2 separate regions of the Rattus norvegicus genome follow, and region 1 is linked to region 2. Evidence: chromatin contacts called from public Hi-C data. All regions are on one chromosome and are shown on one strand. The core of a region is the stretch at or near the end of the contact, and the rest is flanking DNA. Distances in the headings are between cores, read along the strand shown.

What was found. A called contact is a pair of places that touch in the nucleus more often than the background predicts.
Region 1: a Hi-C map of kidney shows a contact between it and region 2, with 5 times the contacts expected there. The contact joins two enhancer-like sites. A contact is called at or near these places in 7 of 12 Hi-C or Micro-C datasets (the A7r5 cell line, the Rat2 cell line, Schwann cells and 4 more).

Annotation. Positions count from the first base shown.
Region 1 is chr6:99,839,549-99,842,633 of GRCr8, reverse strand. All of the region lies in intron 2 of Rhoj (ras homolog family member J), which reads right to left. Among named protein-coding and RNA genes, the nearest start is that of Gphb5, 29 kb to the left of the region's middle. Within about 2 kb of position 1,568, at least 2 of the 93 cell types and tissues checked have an H3K27ac peak or open chromatin away from gene starts, as enhancers often do.
Region 2 is chr6:99,746,533-99,749,704 of GRCr8, reverse strand. No RefSeq gene overlaps it. Among named protein-coding and RNA genes, the nearest start is that of Rhoj, 23 kb to the left of the region's middle. Within about 2 kb of position 1,849, at least 3 of the 93 cell types and tissues checked have an H3K27ac peak or open chromatin away from gene starts, as enhancers often do.

The DNA of each region.
Region 1 (3,085 bases), core at 319-2,818, 93 kb before region 2:
CTTCTGAAACTCACCCACGCAGATAGTACAGTTAGCAGGGATGAACGTAGGTCTCCCGGGACACTGGAGTTGCATTGACTGGAACATGTGCTTAAATTAGCAGGTCATTGGCCCATGAATCTCTTCAACAATTAAACATTGTTCTCAAATTGAACATAGAGTGCGCTAAACTACAAAGCAAGTATTGTTGCCAGATGAGATACGCCTGTTAAAGAAATATGTTTGGGATTTGTTCCTAAACGTACCCCAGAGCCACAGTGTGATCAAGTTAAAAGTCAGGTGTCTAGTTGCCAAGGAGTATTAGATCATTCAATAAATAGTCCTCATATGTTTTAATAGAATTTAGTAGCACAGCCACTAGCAATGTGTGCTCAGACATTTTCTCTTACATTTGCACCTGTACGCCATTATAAACATCGCACACTTAGACACACCAATACACACATTATACATATATGCATATGCATACGTGTTGTGGAGCACTGACCTCTGAGCACCTTGGTCTTTCCCACTTCACTGTGATTACAGGGAAACCAATCCTGTCCATGAACCCTTGGCTTTTCTGTGGGTTTTTACTGCAGTGGTTTTCATCAGAGCCACATGGAAAACCTTTAGAAAGTCGTGTTGCGTGCTAAAACGCTCGAGTGAGGGGATCTCAGGCACAATTTTTTACTCTGTCATTTTGTCCTTCCACTCAGATGGTCACAATGGACAGTTTGATTGGCTTTCTCATCCTCTACCCATTACCCTCTCCATAGCAAGTAATTTTATGGAATAGAACGACTTACTGTAAAATGCCGGATTTAGGGCTGGAAAGACGGCTTATTTAGTGTTTAGGTTGCTCTTCCAGAGAACCCAGGTTTGAAGACCAGAAGCAACATGACAGCTCACAGTGGTCTGTAACTCCAGGGCCCTCTCTGCCCTCCAGGGAGGTGGGCATATAAGTGGGGCACAGACAAGCATGTAGAGAAATGCCCATACAGATAAAATAATAAAATAAAGTTAACGTAATTAAAAAAGTGGGGTTTACAGTGACATCTAAGGGAGCAACTTCTCCAGCTCCTCCTGCCCAAAGAGAACCAGAGTCTCTGGAGCATTGGGCTGGACGAAGAAGAATCCTGCACTGATTGGTCAGGTGGAGCCTGGAGTGGAGGACGCTGATTTGTGTGTAGCACCATCATCTTCATCAACAGAGCTGGAGTCTGGGGATCATTGCCAAGGACCAGGCGCCATTACAAGGGGTGTGTGTATTATCTCCTGGAGTTCCCGCAGAAGCACTAGACAGACACTGCCATCAGCCTCCTTGTCACAGAAGAGGAGGTCAAGGTAGAGATGTCTGGAATGGGCCAATGCCACCGAGTTATTGACTCCCAAGGTCTCCGTTCATCCTGACCTAGCTTTCGATTTTCTTATTGCCATATCTCAGGACTTTAGATGACAGATTAAGGTTTTTTTCTTTTTTTAAACTTGGCTGTCTAGGAATATATTACTGCAGGGGTGCGTTGCCTGTTTCAGAGAGGGCATTGGCTCCAAATTGCCACAAGGTGGCAGCAGACACTGTATATTTAAGATCTCAACGCTTCTGCTCACTCTACACTCAACAAGCAAACCAAACCAATCCGATTAGCCTGAGGAGCTGATGATAACTGGTGGTCTGAATGGTAGTGTTTTTTTAATCCTTGATTTGCTAGCCATTGAATAAATGATGCTTAGATGATCGGAGATTTGGGGAGGTGAGAGATGCGGTCATTTTGCTCTCCTGGCAAAGTGGCTCAGGCCCCCGGTGCAGGGATTTCTGGTGGTGCCAGCTTCTGGCTTCAAGGTGCTCCAGATTCTAGATTTCTTTGCTGTAGGACTTAGTTCTGTTGTGTAAGGCTATTTAAAAGGACTGATTACTTACTGGACTTGTGGCTCTGTCAAGGCTGCTGCATGAACTGTGTAAGGTGACTAAGAACTAGGAATCAGGTCAGGGAATGAGAATGAAAATACACAAAACAGTTCCACGTATGTGAACCGAGTTTCCTGCCTCTGTTAGTTACTCTGGTAAGGCAGAGTATTGATTTGACCGAACTGGAAAATTCCAATGTCAAGTCCAGATAATCCTCTACCCCCAAATTCTTACACTAACTCCCAAAGGACGGTCCTCAGACCAGCAACACAGGTATCTCTTGAGAGCTCTTTAGACTCCCGGATGTCTAAGGCTTAAGCTCATGGGGATCTGAGCCCACGTGCCCCAGCCAGCTTAAAACAGTTTCAGGGTCTCAGGTTAGCATACTCCCTCCTTCCTGCAGTCAACTTTGCAGCTCTCAGAATCAGACATCTGAAAGATTTCACCAGGACTATAGAGAAAAAAATTACTTTCAACAAAGGTTTGTGCCTTGGTTGTGGCTGTGGCTGTGGCTGTGGCTAGAAAGCACGACAGAATCCCAGAACTAATAAACAGGACTTGATGATGCCGAGAGGTTGGGCATTTGAATTCATACCTGCTGATGACTTGAATTTTGTGGTGAAGCACACCTGGATTGTAGATTATGGTCGCATGTGAAAATGGTGTGTGTCAGCTGTGAGGAAGGGCTAGGTGGTCCTTATGGCACTGAGGTACCTTCCGATGCTGCAAGTGACTCTGGGTAACGGGTGCCTGTGTGCTTTTTGAAGAGATGGAGTGTTAACTCATAAAAGCCCCTAGATAGTGTTTTGGAGGGCCAAGATGGACACAAGGGGACTTGGGCTGGGGTAGGGTGGTAGAGATTGGGGGCCATGTAGGTTTTTGAGTACTTGCTACCCTTTGCACAGAGGTGGGCCTGGGGCGGTCAGGTGTAGGCATTGTGGGAACTCTCAGCACAGACTGGTCAATTCCCCGGGCCTTACATATGTTCATGAGCGGGTTTATCACAAAGCGACAGTGCTGGAGCCGTGAAGCCATTAGCTCTCTTTGTGTTTGGATCCCTGGGAACGTAGTGGATTTAGATTCAGCAACAGGTCCGGGGTGAAGCCTAGAATGCGCATGTCTGGTAGGTGCCCAGGGGCTGCTGTCTGTGTTGTAGGAAAAGCAGCGCTGAGTTCCGCCCCCTGCCTCTCGCTCCAA
Region 2 (3,172 bases), core at 600-3,099:
TCCTTAGCAAACTAAATGTGACATCTATCAGCTGGAGACTAAAGTTCATCAGTGGGGCCTATTATCTCTTCATATGTCAGTCTGGCTGGCTATCTGTCCATCCATTCATTTACTTTGGGGGTGAAAAACACAATGGTGGATCCAGACAACCGATTTTCTCCCTAATTATCTTTCCCTTCTTTTCTCCCCTTTCCTATCTGCCTCTCTGTTTTGTTTTGGGTTTGGAGCCAGAATTCTATGGTCTAGGTCTGGCTGGATTGGAACTCATGATGTAGACTAGGCTGGCCTCAAAGTTGCAATGATTCTTCTGTCTGTGCCTTCTGAGTGTGGGGATTACAGGCACCCACCTTTGTGCCAAGCTTCATGTGGCCCAGGTTAAGTTCTTTAACATTCACTTTTGGATCTGCATGATGATACCAATGTGGCTGCTGAGAAGTTTAAACAGAGGGTGACTGAGTGTCCTGCTACAAGGGCATTGCTAAACATTGCCTGTTGTTCATCAAATAAAATACACTTGGGTTTAGTAGAGAGAGCCAGGGATGATATCTCTGCTAGTTAGTTACATAGCTTCTCTTTAAGCAGTGAGTCTCTTTATTGTGCATGTGAGCTACCTGAAAGTCCTTGTGAGGGGCAGGTTCTGATCAGTCTGGGACTGGAGGGTGAAGCTCTACTCTGTGTGTGTGTGTGTGTGTGTGTGTGTGTGTGTGTGTGTGTGTTTTCATGTGTACACATAGACGTGAGTATGTATGACTACATATGCACATGCATGTAGAATCCAAAGGTCAGTGTTCACGTGTTGTTCTCCCCTTAATTTTTTGAGGCAGGTTCCCTCACTGAACCAGTTTGGCTTGGCTGGTTGGTTATCAAGTCCCCAGTACTCTCCTGTCTCCACTCCACCAGCACTGGGAGTACAGACTGTTGATCTGCAGAGAGGAGATCAGGGCCCACTCATGCTGTGTGCTGCTGGTGCTGGGGCCTGAATTCTCCTCAGAGTTCCTGTCATGTTCTTGTCTCTGTCTGTCTGTCCATGGTACTAATAAATCTTGTGGCTCAAGAGCAGGCTGTGCCTTCATGTCCTTTATAGTATTTGAAGCCTTTCAAGTTTCTATAATGAGCATCTATAGTCCAGAAAAATGTAAATATTATTTAAAAGGTTACCAGACTTGAGTCCTCCCCGTGCAAAGGTTTCCACTCTCTATGTGTGTGTGTCTGTCTTTCTCTCTATATATATGTATGTGTGTATTTATGTATGTATATATGTATGTATGTATCTACATGTGAATTTATGTATTTATGTATGTGTATGTATATGTATGTATATATGCATGTGTGTATATATGTATGTAGTATATATGTATATACGTATGTATGTATGTATTTTTGAGATAGGGTTTCTCTGTGTAGCTCTGACTGTCCTGGAATTCACTCTATAGACCAGGCTGGCCTCAAACTCTAGAGATCCACCTGCCTCTGCCTCCTGAGTGCTGGGATTAAAGGCCATCACTGCCTGGCCACTGTTCTTCGTGTTGAAAAGGAGCTTTATATGCCCCTTCCTTCATTTTCCATCCCCTGACTCCTCAGAGAGAAAAGACCCTGCTCTCAAAAGCATTTTTTTCCTGTCCCACCTGTTTATCACTACTGTTTTCCCCACTGCCTGATGTGGGGGGAGGGCGGCTTCTCTAAACCGTAGCACAGTGACCAGTCAAGCCCGGTTGCTGCATGGCCACACCTCACTCCCTGTGACACACCATCCTGTCCTCACCAGAATCCTTCTCTGACCCCTCTGGGGTCCACTTCGAGTGATAGGACAGGATGGGAGGGGAAGGAGGAGGTCAGATGCTGCTCAGCTGTGCCTCCGCCAAGTGTGACTTGGGAGCGCAGCCCTGCAGCTGTGGATGGAGCCAAGCAGCCAGCCACATCCACAGCCACTGATTCTCCAAGGGCCCCGAAGTCCTGGAGCCAGATGCTGTTTCAGATCAAAAGTGCTGTGCAGAACTTGGCCTCCCAGGGGTGCATCCCTACAACTTCCACGTTGCCACAGATAATAAAAACTCTGTGAGGAGAAAACAGCGAGCAGGGACCTATCTTGACTTTCAAAAGTCATGATAGAGCAATGTTTTTGCCAAAACATCTACTCTGGAGTTTCTCAGATTTCTTAGTTTGAATTTACTTTATAATGAACTTAGGGGAGGAAAAGAAGGCTGGTGTTAAGCTGCTAGGACGGGCTCTTCCTGATTCTGTTTTTTTATGTCTCACAGAGCTTGAAGAGGAGGTTTTGTTTTGCTTGAGAAAGAGTGAAACTCCTTCCCCACAACTTTCCACAGTGAAACGTCTTTTGTTAATCCGTTGACTCTTCCAAGTCACCTAGGTATGGTTTGCAGGTTGTGAACATCTAGGAATGTCCAGATGAGGAGAGTTTGATGTATAATCAGTTCTTATGAACTGAAACACTTCTTCTTGGAGAGAAAATAGGTCTTTCCACAAGACATTGGAAGTAAATGAAACTTACAAGGCTTAGGAAGGTTTTGGAAGTTTGTTTGTTTATTTTTATGCTCAAGATTTTATTCCCCTCCCAGTCCACCTTCCAACTGTTCCACATCCCATACCCCCCCCCAACTCTACGAGGAACCCCATCAGACCTCTCTAAACTTCCTGGGGCCTCCAGTCTCTTGAGGCTTAGGTGCATCTTCTCTGACCAAACCCAAGGCCCTGCAGTCCTCTGCTATATATGTGTTGGGGGCCTCATATCAGCTATTGTGTGCTGCCTGGTTGGTGGCCCAGTGTCTGAGAGATCTTGAGCAGTCAGGTTAGTTGAGCCTGCTGGTCTTCCTACAGGGTTGCCCTCCTCCTCAGCTTCCTCCAGCTTTTCCCTAATTCAACCACAGGGGTCAGCAGCTTTTGTCCACTGGTTGGATGCACATATCTGCATCTGACTCTTTCAGCTGCTTGTTGGGTCTTTCAGAGGGCAGTCATGATAGGTCCCTTTTTGTGAGCACCCCATAGCCTCAGTAATAGTGTCAGAACCTGGGTCCTTCCCTTGAGCTGGATCCCACTTTGGGTCTGTCGCTGGACCTTCTTTTCTTTAGGCTCTTCTCCATTTCTTTCCCTTTCTTCTCTCTCTCTCTCTCTCTCTCTCTCTCTCTCTCTCCCTCCCTCCCTCCCTCCCTCCCTC